3 separate regions of the Mus musculus genome follow, and all the other regions are linked to region 1. Evidence: chromatin contacts called from public Hi-C and HiChIP or PLAC-seq data. All regions are on one chromosome and are shown on one strand. The core of a region is the stretch at or near the end of the contact, and the rest is flanking DNA. Distances in the headings are between cores, read along the strand shown. Region 1 holds the start of Sardh (sarcosine dehydrogenase). Region 2 overlaps Vav2 (vav 2 oncogene). Region 3 overlaps Vav2 (vav 2 oncogene).

Evidence for each region. Hi-C and Micro-C count contacts between places; a contact is called where the count stands out from the background. HiChIP or PLAC-seq counts read pairs in DNA pulled down with a chosen protein or histone mark.
Region 2: a contact with region 1 is called in a Hi-C map of liver, with 3 times the contacts expected there. The contact joins the enhancer-like site here to the promoter of Sardh in region 1. A contact is called at or near these places in 1 of 39 promoter capture datasets (macrophages), 1 of 484 Hi-C or Micro-C datasets (liver), 1 of 115 datasets of contacts at active chromatin or transcription factors (pancreatic cancer cells) and 1 of 9 other capture datasets (adipose tissue).
Region 3: an HNF4G HiChIP or PLAC-seq map of pancreatic cancer cells shows a contact between it and region 1. The contact joins the enhancer-like site here to the promoter of Sardh in region 1. A contact is called at or near these places in 2 of 39 promoter capture datasets (embryonic stem cells and macrophages), 1 of 15 datasets of contacts at CTCF or cohesin (pro-B cells), 7 of 484 Hi-C or Micro-C datasets (the 63-12 cell line, the CH12 cell line, the N1E-115 cell line and 4 more), 2 of 115 datasets of contacts at active chromatin or transcription factors (embryonic stem cells and pancreatic cancer cells) and 3 of 9 other capture datasets (adipose tissue, liver and pancreatic islet).

What each region holds. Positions count from the first base shown.
Region 1 is chr2:27,244,914-27,249,048 of GRCm38.p6, reverse strand. It overlaps Sardh (sarcosine dehydrogenase), which reads left to right and starts at 1,746. Exons shown (of 21, transcript NM_138665.2): 1 at 1,746-2,396.
Region 2 is chr2:27,309,110-27,313,244 of GRCm38.p6, reverse strand. All of the region lies in intron 4 of Vav2 (vav 2 oncogene), which reads left to right. Among named protein-coding and RNA genes, the nearest start is that of Sardh, 64 kb to the right of the region's middle. Within about 2 kb of position 2,179, at least 96 of the 459 cell types and tissues checked have an H3K27ac peak or open chromatin away from gene starts, as enhancers often do. A contact at or near this core is called in adipose tissue and liver, where this site is marked.
Region 3 is chr2:27,285,503-27,289,637 of GRCm38.p6, reverse strand. It overlaps Vav2 (vav 2 oncogene), which reads left to right. Exons shown (of 28, transcript NM_009500.2): 12 at 946-1,032; 13 at 3,114-3,199; 14 at 3,873-4,005. Among named protein-coding and RNA genes, the nearest start is that of Sardh, 40 kb to the right of the region's middle. Within about 2 kb of position 2,442, at least 29 of the 459 cell types and tissues checked have an H3K27ac peak or open chromatin away from gene starts, as enhancers often do. A contact at or near this core is called in pancreatic cancer cells, where this site is marked.

The DNA.
Region 1 (4,135 bases), core at 497-2,996:
GAGCAAGTTCTAAGAAAGAACGGTTTAAGTGTAGGCATGGTGGTGGCACACCTTTAATCCGAGCCAAATCTTCTGCTGGAGGCCTACATAAGGACATTGGGAGAAGAAAGACTCACTCTTCTTCGCCTGCTTGCAATTATTTGCTAGCACATCTGTTGGAACCTGCTTCTTCAGGATTCCAGCTTACACAGAAGACCAACAGAAACATCCAGCCTCCTGGAACTGAGCAACTACTAGATTCTTGGACTTCCCATTCGCAGCTGCCCATTGTTGGGTTAGTTGGACTGCAGACTGTAAGTCGTTACAATAAATCCCCTTAGACACTCCATAAGTTCTGTGACTCTAGTCTAACAAAGGGGGAATAAGGTGGAATGGGATTGTGGGAGTAGGGCGGGGTGGAGGATGGGATAGGGTAGGTTGGACCACAATTCTGCCTGGTGGCAGGAGAGATGAGGAGAGCAGCCTACATCCATGCCAGTGTCAGAAGGACCTTGCCCTTTAGACCCTGGATATGAGCTGTGCCCTTCAGCACTCATGGGCACAGCCTCCCTCTCCTTGACCTGCGCAGGATAACATGCTGGGGTCAACAACAACTCCTACAGTGCTGACCAGCCACCAGTCCCAGCCTGCAGCCACCACCCCTGTCCAAAGTCCTGGTGATTATGCAACTGTTAGAGTTTGCCTGGCCCAGCCATTGCCCCAGGGCTATATTAACTAGGTGTCTGTCCCTCACACACCACGGAGGCTGGGACACAGAAGAAGGCTTAGGCAAGGTTTTTACCTCCTTCTCTCTAGTCAGCTTGTCTGGTGAGCAGAGCCTGACCTCAGTTTTGTTTGGGTTTGTTGGGATAAGCTACACGTGGGCAGGTCAGGGGTCCCTTATCTCGGGATCCCACATTGTCCCGAAGAAGTCTCATGCTGGTGGGGCCAGCAACCAGCCTCAAGGCAGAGATTGAGACCTTTGGCAACAGTGGTTAACCAGAAAGTTTCTGCTCCCTTTCTGAAATGAGCAGCTCCGTGGGCAGCCATGAGGGGGCCCCTCCCTCCATCTTTGCTTTCTGGTTCATAAGCCCCTGGATGCCAGACCTGGGTTCCCAGGAGCTACTTTGTATGCAGTAGGTGCTCAGTAAATGTACGTTAGAGACAAGCTGACAGCAAGGCACATAGATGGACAGCTCTGTGCCAGTAAAAGTATCTAGTTGTGAATTCCAGCACCCCATCTCTAGTACCTCCTCTGATTCTTTGGATATCCAGAGGTTTTGAAACATACACCTGGAATGGGCACAGACTATGGGCAGCTGCCTGACTTCCTCCATAGCCTGTCTGATCCCAGGAGTGAGCAAGCTGGGGTTGGAAACATAGACTAGTGCCAAGATGATCTCACCAGGGGCCTCAAGTCTACCTACACAGCCAACTACAGATGGAGCTGGCTTCGGGGGTGGGGAACCAGGGTAGGCAAGGTTGGGAAGGCAGGATGCCCAGGGTCATCACAGCAGTATGGAGACCCCTGGATTAGAGATGAGGAAGGAAATACGAGAAAGAGGTCATCCACAGAGCTGGGCTCTGGTTTCACAGTCCTTCTCTGCTGGCCAGCCAGGAGAACTGCCCACTTGGCAGCTGTCCCAGCTGGGTTGTCCAGGAAGCTGGGGTGGTGGGAGGAACATTCCTGCCCCGGTTGTAGTCCGGACCAGCAGCAAGGGAGTGGGTGGCTTGTTCAGCTAGACCCAGATGCAGCCTGGGAAAGAAGGGAGGGGCAGTGTCCCCGACAGCCCCTTCATGGGCAGGGTTGGAGCTAGCTGCTTGCTAGCTGGGACCTCCCTCTTCTTCTGGTTGAAAGACCGTGGAGTAGATGGGACGGCCATGGATAACTGTGGGAGGGCAGGAGGGGGGGTCCCTTATGAGAGGGCTCTGCAGAGTGTCTTCCCCTCTTGGGCTCTTTCTCATACCCTTCTAGTGCTGCCTTAAAAAAGGGCCCTGTGTCTGAGGCCTCAGGTCTGTGACTGAGTTCTCATTCCCTGTGTCCTGTGCCCTGGCCCTTGGAAAGCTGAGGGAGAGAGCTGCAGAGGCCAGAGGGCAGGTTAATGAAGTACCTGTTCTGAAGGAGGAGGAGCAGGCTGGGGGCCTGGCTGCCCCACCCCCCACCCCTGCTCTGACTAGCTGGGCTGGCAAGGAAGGAGCACGTGGCAGCTCCTTGGGCCAGCAGCATTGGCACTGGGCATAGTTTGCAGAGGAAGGAGGCTCCTCTGGCATGTATGCAGTGCCTGGCATGGTGTCCTAAGGTAGAGGCACTGTTTGGACTTGCAGAGCCCCGATTGGATCCATATCATGCTGACTTTTCCTTGCTAGGAACCTCTCAGGAGCTTCTGGAAGACCAAGGAACCCATTGAAAGACTAAGGTATGTATAGATCCCTGCTGACAGGAATACCTTCCTGTCTCATTCATGGAAACCACAGAAGACTTGACAGCTGTCACTGTAGGGATGGGGATGGCTCAAGAGACTGTAAGGACAAGGACAGCTCCTGCCTGAAAATCCAACCCCTCCCCACTCCAGAGGTTGCTCAGAGTATAGACCCCTTGGAGTCGGGTACCGAGGTGGGTGGCTTGACTCTGACCCATTCTTAACCCTACTGTGCTCAGTGAGGGTTCACCGTGGTCACAAGTGGGACATGGTGACACCGAGGGTCCCAATCTGCAGGCTGGGAGGGAACAGGGGAGTATTTGGCTTTCAGATCACAGCGCAGTTTGTTCAGTGCGGCCAAACAGAGGCCCATGACAGACGCTTCCCTTACTTCAGTCTCGTCCCTAAAGTGGAGACAAAAGTCAGGGGAGCCAGCCCAGTCTGTGGGAGTGAGTTAATACACAGAGCTTGTCACCCACAGTGGATGATGAAAGCGACTTTCTCGGTTAACTAGACACTGAGTTCCCAAGTAACAGTCTTTAATACTAAAGAAGCCAGCCCCACTCAGCCAAAGCCTTTGCTTTGACTGCTGATCCCAGGAAAGAGCGTGAGAGATCCCTTGGAGGCATCTTTCTTTCTTCCCTGGTCTGGGAGGAATCCCAGACTCTAAGCACCATCAATCCTGGTAGATCTTTTTTCTTTCTCTCTCTCTCTTTCTTTCTTTCTTTCTTTCTTTCTTTCTTTCTTTCTTTCTTTCTCTCTCTCTCTCTCTCTCTCTCTTTCCTTCCTTCCTTCCTTCCTTCCTTCCTTCTTTCTTTCTTTCTTTCTTTCTTTCTTTCTTTCTTTCTTTCTTTCTCTCTCTCTTTCTTTCTTTGGTGTGCATGGGTCGGTGTGAGACAGGGTTTCTCTGTGTAGCCCTGGCTGTCCTGGAACTCACTCTGTAGACCAGGCTGGCCTCAAACTCAGATCTGCCTGCCTCTCCCTCCCAAGTGCTGGGATTAAAGGCGTGTGCCATCACCACCTGGTTTCCTGGTAAAGTCATGTTATTACATTTTGATGAATAGGGAGATGGGGCAGGGGTGGGCTTTCTGAAGGAAGGGCTCTTGATGACCCCTTAAGGGCAGCTGAAAGGACTCTGGAGGGGACAGAGAGAAGTGAGACCCCTTAAGCCAGTACCAAGTCCCATCTGAAATCCTGACTGGGGGTGGGTATCTATACACCACAGCCTCCACTGGCTTTTATTGGGAGCCACTGAAGGAGAAATAGCTTAAGTGGTGTTGAGTGGGGATTGTCTTGAAGGACTACCCAAGGGTCTTGTCTGGGTCTATTGCCATCTCCAGTTTGGGGCTTTTGCCCCATTGCTCCTCCATGGCTACCTACCTCTGCCTGGATCTTCCTGTGTACAAGTGACCCCACACATTCCTGTCAATGTGGTCTTGCTTCCTCTGGGGCTGCAATTTTTCCCTCCAACCCTTGCTCAGCAGCCCTAGGGCCTTGGTCTACCTCAGAGCGGCCCTGAACATGCTCAGGAAGCTCTGATATGTACTCACCAGGCTCTGGATGGTCCCACTCCCATATCATGCTATCTCTGTCCCTAATGCTCCTGAGAGGACATTCAGTGCCCCTCCAAGGACCCTCATGCCTATCCCTCTATCCTCAGATGCCCTTTCTCTCTGGATCACCACTCTCTCTTAGGCCTCATTCTGAATATCTCCCAGTTGGGCCATCCCCACCTC
Region 2 (4,135 bases), core at 930-3,429, 64 kb before region 1:
CAGCGGGCTCTTTTTCCCAGCCTCCCTTCCTGGTCACCTTACCTGTGGCTACACAAACAGAAGAAAATGTCTCCCCACAGATAACAGGTGTCCATGGGGATGCCTCCTGAGGACTTTGAATTGTGTGCCAGGTCAGTAGCCTCTGCTGAGTCTTGGGCAGGAGTCTGGGGAGACTCAGGGTCTCATTTATACCTTACTTGGGAAATTAGAGCTGGTTGTTCTGAGCCTGTGGTGACCTGTGAGTACAGCCCAGCCCTCCCGTCCAGTAGTCTGACCAGCTGCCCATTTCTGGTGCCTGTGAAGAGGGCTACAGTTAGGTTGGAAACTGAGAAAAGTTTTCCTATTTCATTCTGGCCTGAGAGTAACCTGGTCCCCGGTTCCCCTCATTGTGAGCCTTAGTACAGGGGGGAATGCAGTTGGCCTCAGCTGTTACTTCAGGGCCTTCTAGGTCCCAGCACTGCAGGATCTCTGTGCAGTGGGGTGGAGGTGGGGAGTAGGGGGTGTGTGTGGGGGAGGATCCTTCTTGTTACGTCTCCCGCTCTCTAACTCTTAAGATGTATGCAGCAGCAGGCAAGGCTCAGGATATCACAGGACCAAGTCAGCCACAGGCTTTCTGTTCTGGCAGAGGCAGCCAGAGTGGGAGTGTTAAAGCCATGTGTGGACATCTTCCAGCTGGGAGCAGAGAGCTTTGTCCTAATGGGGTCTTGCAAATCCAATGATGTCTTTTAGAAACCCTGAGAGATAAAAACTTGGCCTTTCTGGTGTCATGCCTGTTGTGTTGGGCACAGATGTGACACACAGCAGCATATTAAGAGAAAACGTTGCAAAATGAGTAGTCACCTCTGAGAAGCCACCCAAAGTCCTGCCATGTTAAAAGGATGCCTTCTCTAGATGTTTGTCCGGAGCACTGGGCGACCTTGACACTGAGTTTCCATTGTTTTTCTATATCCCCGTCCTGGTTGGTTGAGCTTCCTTAGGGTCATTTGTAAGGAACAAAGCAGGCAGATTGCGTGACCCGAGCCCAGCATGGAGTGATAGATGGAAGAGCCAGGATCAGCGAGATGGCTCAGCAGGTGAAGGTGCTTGCTGCCAAGCCTGACAGCCTGAGTTCAGTTCCCGGGACCTATAAGACAGAAGGAGAGCACTGACTTCTTCTCATTATCCTCTGGTCTTCACACTGTGCCTTGGTACTTGTCCCCGCCCATAGAGGGGGTGGGCAGGACACCGGGTGGCAATGGATGCCCAGAACATGGACGTGCAGTCCTTGTGTGAAGCATCCTTTCGTGTCCCTCACATTGCTCCTGCAGAGTCCCATGTCACCTCAGCCTCAGTCACACAGGTGGGCTCTGCCCTCCATTTTGCAGTTGGTTGATAGAGAGCTTCAGGAGGGGAAGTGCCTTGCTGGAGGCCACACAGCCCACACCATGTGACAAAGGAGGAACTGAAATACTGGGCCATCTGTCAGGGGCCTAGGATGTCCCTATGGGACTAGCCTTGTGACCCAGTGCTACCTTGTCTATCAGTCTGTCTGTAACTGTCCATCTATGGATATTTCTAGGCACTTCTGCTTGGAAGGGATTCCCAGAAAAGAGGCAGTTGCTTCGTTTGTGTGTGTGTGTGTGTGTGTGTGTGTGTGTGTGTGTGTTGTGGGGGGACAGAGCCCCAGCAGACTTGAAACCAGGTAGGTATGGTCAGATGGTTCCCTGCTCCTACCTGCAGTCAAGAGTGATTCCTCTCACAGAGAGTGATTAAAAGTGTCGAGGTGCCGGGCGTGGTGGCGCACGCCTTTAATCCCAGCACTTGGGAGGCAGAGGCAGGTGAATTTCTGAGTTCGAGGCCAGCCTGGTCTACAGAGTGAGTTCCAGGACAGCCAGAGCTACACAAAGAAACCCTGTCTCAAAAAACAAAACAAACAAACAAACAAACAAACAAAAAAAAAGTGTTGAGGTGTCTTGCCTGTCTGTATGTCCCCGCACGCAGACCATCCAGTCCACAGCAGCCACTCTTTGCTGCCTGTGCCCTGAGATGAACTATAGTCTGGTGTGGGCTGAGGTCACAAAAAATGTCCCCTTTGGTTTCCTAGTAACAAGTTCATGGTGGCTTGTCACAGGCCTGCCTGCCAGCTTCATGCCAGAGGCTGCGTTCACACTGTGTGCCAAGCCTATCAGCTTGATCTTTGTGTCCTCTGTAAACACCCAGTGCCCAAGGCAGAGGGCAGTTGCTCATTTCTCCCTGTTTTGCAGAGTGAGTGAGCTGGGCAGCTGCCTCGTTGAAAAGCAGGATACCAGAGACAGCTACCATGCGGGCTAGTGAGTGAGGCTGTGGGCCACAGAGGCACAGGCAGAGCTCCCGGAAGAGCGCCGTCAGGTCTAAGGAGTCATTGCTGGGATGCAGCATCTCTCAGTGCAGCAGCTTCAGGAAGCTTCAGGAGGGAGAGGCTGGGGCAGAAGGGGTTGGGCAGGTGGGGCAGGTAAGGGGCCATCACACCATGTGACCCAGCTGTGTCTGATTGTCATAGTCCTGCCACTGTGTGGGATTGCCACCACACACACACACACACACACACACACACACACACACACACACACACACACACACACACGTACATTCTTTCTTGTGTATTCTCATGGCAGCAGGACCAAGAGGGGTGATGTCTATAAGCCTGAGAGGCCCGTGTAGCCCCTGGGCTTCCATGGCCTAGCCTTTGTCCTCATTTTAATTTGGTGTCATAAGGCATGTGAAAAGCCCTGGGATCGTCCCAGCCTTCTCTCTGTGTGAATGCCTAATACACACATGAGCACATCAACCTTGGCTGCATTCCTTGGGTGCCATTTTTTGTTTGTTTGTTTTCTTTTGAAAGAGGTTCTGTCAGTGGCCTTGTTCTCCCATTAAGTCAGCTTGGCAGGCCAGCAAGTCCCAGACGCCTACCTTTCTCCACCTCCCCAGACCTGAGATCACAAGCACTATACCCCCCTAAAGTGGACGCTGGGGATGCCATCATACAGCCTGAGCTTGTCACCTCGCAAAGTGACACCAAAGTAACCCCCTTCTCATCTAAGCATTGTCCCCTGCCATGCTTCCACCTTGAAGCCATCTCTATCCTAAGGATCAACAAGGGTTTGGGTGCAGAACTGGTCTTAGGATGGATATGGGTCAACCCAAAAGTATCTGACTGTTGCTTGATTATGTTGATCACGGAGATTATCGTATGGTTTTTACTTTACTATGTCTGATTTTACTTTTAGTTTTATTTTCTTTTTTAAGAGAGCTCTTCTTTGTTCGCTTCATTTCTCTGGTACTTTGGAGTATACGTATGTGAAACTTCAGTTCATGCATGAAACTGTTTGTTGACCTGAATTAATTAAGTAATGGGCAGAGACTGCATCATATAAATGCAGATGGCATCGGTGTAGAGAGTCTGCTCGGGGCTCCCTTGTGGCTCTGTGTGTCAGCCCAGGATACAGACAGGAATCAGATTGGCTGCTTCTGGGCAGGAGGCAGAGTGGAGATGGGGGGGTGGGGGGGAGTCTGCAACTTTGAGGCTCTGTCACCCTAGGTTAAGGCACTAGAACAGGTTTACACACACACACACACACACACACACACATACACACTCACACTCACATACCCTTTCTTTTCTGGCTGACCATGCTTGACCTGAGGGTGTTTAAGAGAGATGGTGGGAAGTGGTGTGTGAAACACATCCTGCCAGGATAGATATTCCTGCTCACCATTGAGTTTTTGGGAAGGTAAGATCTGAATACAACAGTAAATAATGTGTTGGGTGATCATTCTAGGGGTGTTCTCAAATCTCTGTATGGTGTGATGTTGGGCTATCTGCTGGGCGCTATTCCCAGTTTCTCAGTACCATTCGATGATGCTAAGATTTCTGCTGTAGGGTGTTCCCAGAGTCCCAGTACCATGTGATGCTGTCGTATCTGTTAGGGGATGTTCCCAGTATCTTAGTTTCCTGTGAATGGTGTTTCCAGCTGCCCAGTCCTGTAGTCTTGTTTGTTCTGTGACCAGAGGGACAAACCTTAGTCTCCCCTTTCCTACCTGATGATTCCCTCAGAGGCTTTTCTGTATGTGCTCATTGGAGGACGGCCACTCCAATCACTGTATTGTCACACATAAT
Region 3 (4,135 bases), core at 1,193-3,692, 40 kb before region 1:
ATCCAGCCAGTGTCTGGGCTGTCACTGCCCTGGAGCTAAGCTTTCCTCAGGGTTGCAGTACACACTCCATGCAACTCTGTTAGCTGGCTGCTTTGCCTCCGGAGCTCTACTGTCTCTGTGGGAATCTCCTTCCCAGACGTGCACTTCTGTGACTCCTGCCAGGGTGCACAGGGCCACACACGCTCAGATCTGTCGCTGCTGTTGATTTAGAACAAAACCCACCCTTTATAAACTGTGGCTTCTGGTAGGGAGCTGCCAGTAGCAAGGTTTGTAGGCTGGCCCTTGAAGTGATCCCAGAAGCAAGAGAGGCCATAAGGGAGGTAGGAACTGGCTCCAGGATGTGGGTCTGGCTTTTGTGTGCCGGGGATTTCCTCTCTGCTCTGCTTTCTGGGTAGGATCCCTGCTGTTCTGTCCCAGCCGCCCCTGGGCATTGCTTCCAGACCATTTCAAACTTTCTGAAGCAAAGTGAGCACTGCCCCCTGGTGACTGACTAGAGGATTGCAGTACTATGTAGGGCTCATACCTTCCCCCCACTCCATCTCCCCCAGCCACTTACAGAATACCCAGGCTCTTCAGGGAAGGTGGGACAGGGGCTTCGTGAGAGCAGAAAGGTCTAAACAGTGGCTGTGTGTGACCCACTGTGGCTTATCCATGCTGGGCTGCATCTCCATTCTGACACAGAAGGCCTTCTGAGTGAGGGGAACCTGGATTTGGGGGTTCCCAGCACCCTCTTCAGCATAGTGTGTACTCTGGGTTCAAATGTTGTGTTCTTCACCTTATTCCTTCCTGGTTCCCTGTGTGTGGTGGTTTTTACTCCCATAGCCCAGAGTTGGAGTGGCCCCAGGCAAGATGGAGGAAGAGTGTGGAATGACCAGCTGGGCTAGGAAGGGGCTGGGAGGTCACCCCGTGTGTGACTCAGTGCCCTGATCCTGTCTTGATTTCCAGGACTTGGCCATGTACATCAATGAAGTGAAGCGGGACAAGGAGACCTTGAAGAAGATTAGCGAGTTCCAGTGCTCCATAGAAAACCTGGTAAGCCGTGGCTGCCTGCGAAGCCTGCCGGGAGTAGGAGGGAGGTCGGGCAGTATCAGCCTTCATCCAGTTCTACCTACTGTGCGGATGAGGTCATCCACGTGTAGGGCTCAGGAGATGGATGTCCTATTGACAGCCTGGCTCTCTTTCTCCCTTCCCAGCCTGAACCCCAGGCTGTGGCGACCAGAGGCAGGACGCTTCGTCTGCTCTGTGGCCCTCCTGTTTCCCTGTCCTCAGGGTGGGCAGTGGGCAGGGTTCGGCTTGGGGGTGGGGCCACGGTCATCTCAACCTGAGAGCTGGCCCTCAGCTTGCCCCTTGTCTAGGAATCAGACTGGGGGCTGTCAGTCAGGGTTGGCCCTCTCTCAGGCATACTCCGGGGAGAAGAGATGAGCTGTTCCTGGACTCAGCCCTGCTTGGCCCCATGTTGGGTCTAGGTCTCTCTGTGTTGGGGTGTTCTGCAATAGGAGACCTTAAGCACGCCCTTGCCCCCACCCATCGGATGCTAATAGCGCCCTCAACCCCAAGTGATGACTGCTCCTCCAAATGCCGTCTGATTCCCAGAGTCATTTTGATATTGAACCATTGATTTTTTTCCCCGCTCAAACATCCCCTCTTCTTGGAGATTTTCCTGGAGAGCTTGGCGAAGTAGAAACCTGGAAGCCCGATATCTAGGCTGGCATACCCATCTTCATCTCCAGAGGAACCCTCTACAGAGCTGGCTGGCTCATCAGAGGGCAAGGAGAACTGCCAAGCAGTGTCTGATGAGTGCTCTGTCTACATGTGTGCTTGCACGCCAGAAGAGGGCGTCAGACCCGGGACAGATGGTTGTGAGCCACCATGTGGTTGCTGGGAATCAAACTCAGAGCCTCTTAACCGCTGGGCCATCTCTCCAGCCCATTCTTATGTGTCATGAGTGTGACCTGAAGCATGAACATTTGTGGGGTTCAGACCATTTGCCAGTCATCCCTGCTTTCTGATCACTGCACAGTTAACACACTGCTTTTGAACACAGGGGAGTTTGCTTTGGTGTTGTGAGTCATGTTTGCTCTTTAAATGACAAGGAATGGGATGTGAGTGTGGTTTAGTTGGCAGAGTGCTTGCCTTTCATGCACAGGGCCCTGAGTAAACTGGACTCAGGGGCACTAACTGTAATCCAGCATCGGGGGCAGGGGAGGAGGAAGGCGGAGGCAGGAGGATCAGCGTTGTCTTTGGCCACACAGCATCCAGGCCAGTGTGGGATACTCCAGGCCCTATCTCACAAAGAACGGTGATCCATGGATCTCGGTGTTTCTGGTATATGACAGCCAAGCTGCATGCAGTCTTGGTGCTGTCTCTAGGAGAAGGCACCTGGATTTATATGTCCTGTGTGATGGGGACAAAGGGGCATAGCAGAGTCCCCGAGCAGATGTGAATCATGCTCTGTGTCAGGCCAAGGCCAGCCTCTGTCATACTGAAGTCAGACCTAGGAGTTTTCACAGAGTACAGGGACCAGGCCTCCAGGCCCATGTGACCACCCACAGGCATAGCCACTTCCCCTGGAACCCGACCTCTGCCTTCTCCTGAATAGACTTGTCCCTTGAAGAGGATACAGAGGACAGTGGAAAGGCAGATCTCTCTGTATTAAACAGAACAGAGAGGCACAGTCCAAGCAGAAGCGGAAATGGAGACTTGATGGCCAGTGGTGGCGGGGCTGGGCATAGATTGCTTTCTGTGGAGGATGAACCCGGCTGGACCCCGCCTGTGGTTGCCGCTCAGTCCAGTGGTGCTGCTTGCTTGCTTTATTTGCTCTCTTAGGGCTGGACCTCTGGCTTTTCCTACAGCTCCGGGTTCCACACAAGGGCCGCCTGTGAGCATGACCAGACCATCAATTGCCCTTTGTTCCCAGGGCTCAAGGGAGTCCCCATTGTGGCCCCCTGAGAGGGGACAGGCTTGGCTCATTCATGGGCTACCCAGTCACCGTAGGCACATTTTCCTAGATCACACCTGGGTCTTTCTGTCCTGCCCTGGGCATGCCTACTTTTCTCCCTGTCTAGCAATGCAGAGGTTGTCCACCCTTGGACTAACAGTCCTTGCCTTTCCAGCAAGTGAAGCTGGAGGAATTTGGGAGGCCAAAGATTGACGGGGAGCTTAAAGTCCGGTCCATAGTCAACCACACCAAGCAAGACAGGTGAGTGGGGTGATGTTCGGCACCCCATCCCCCTTTAGCCTGGGGACCCCACTCCTAGGAGGCCTGAGACAGACCCTCCTGTGGGAAGAAGGACAGCAAGGCAGGCGCCATGCAGCTGTTTAAATCACTTCCTTTCCTCTCTCCACAATTCCTCTGTGTCTGTCACACAGCAATAGCCACAAAAGGGCACTGCCCTGCCTGTGGTGGGCTGTGAGCTGGCCTGGGAGTCGAAGCTGGGACACAGAGAGGTCTGGCCTCTGGGGAGCTCCTTGCCCAGTGGGAGTAGATAGGCAGGTGTGGGCGGAGTCAGGACAAGTCAGCCGTCTAGGAAACGTCACAACAGACTTGGGTTCTGGGGGCACAGAGGAGAGAATTGGTAGTGGCCTTTGAATAGTGCTCCAAGGGAGATAAAGACAGAGGGCCGAGGATCTTCTGCATGAAGGTGGCATTCAGGACGACTTTATGGGAGCAGTGGCTTCCTGACCGAGAGTCATTGTGCCATGTGGACCTGACAGAAAGGAGGGTCTCACCTTGGAGAGAGGGCAGCCTGTACAAGCCTTGGCCCTCTTGGTTTAACACACTGGCTGTGGTCTCAGGGACAGGAGTCAGGCAGGGATATAGGCTCTTCACACAGAGCATGGCTGTCCTGACACTGGGTGCCCTATGTGGCCAGGTACCTGTTCCTATTTGACAAGGTGGTCATCGTGTGCAAGAGGAAGGGCTACAGCTATGAGCTGAAGGAGGTCATTGAGCTGCTCTTCCACAAGATGACCGATGACCCGATGCACAACAAGGACATCAAGAAGGTGGGTCTGGGTCTGGAGAGGGGCCAGGTGCAGGGTCCTAACCCCAGGGCCAGCACATCAGGTGTCCCCTGCTGGCCTCCCTTTGTCATTATGACTGGCTGGTAGTTCCCATGGTGGGTCATAGGCATCC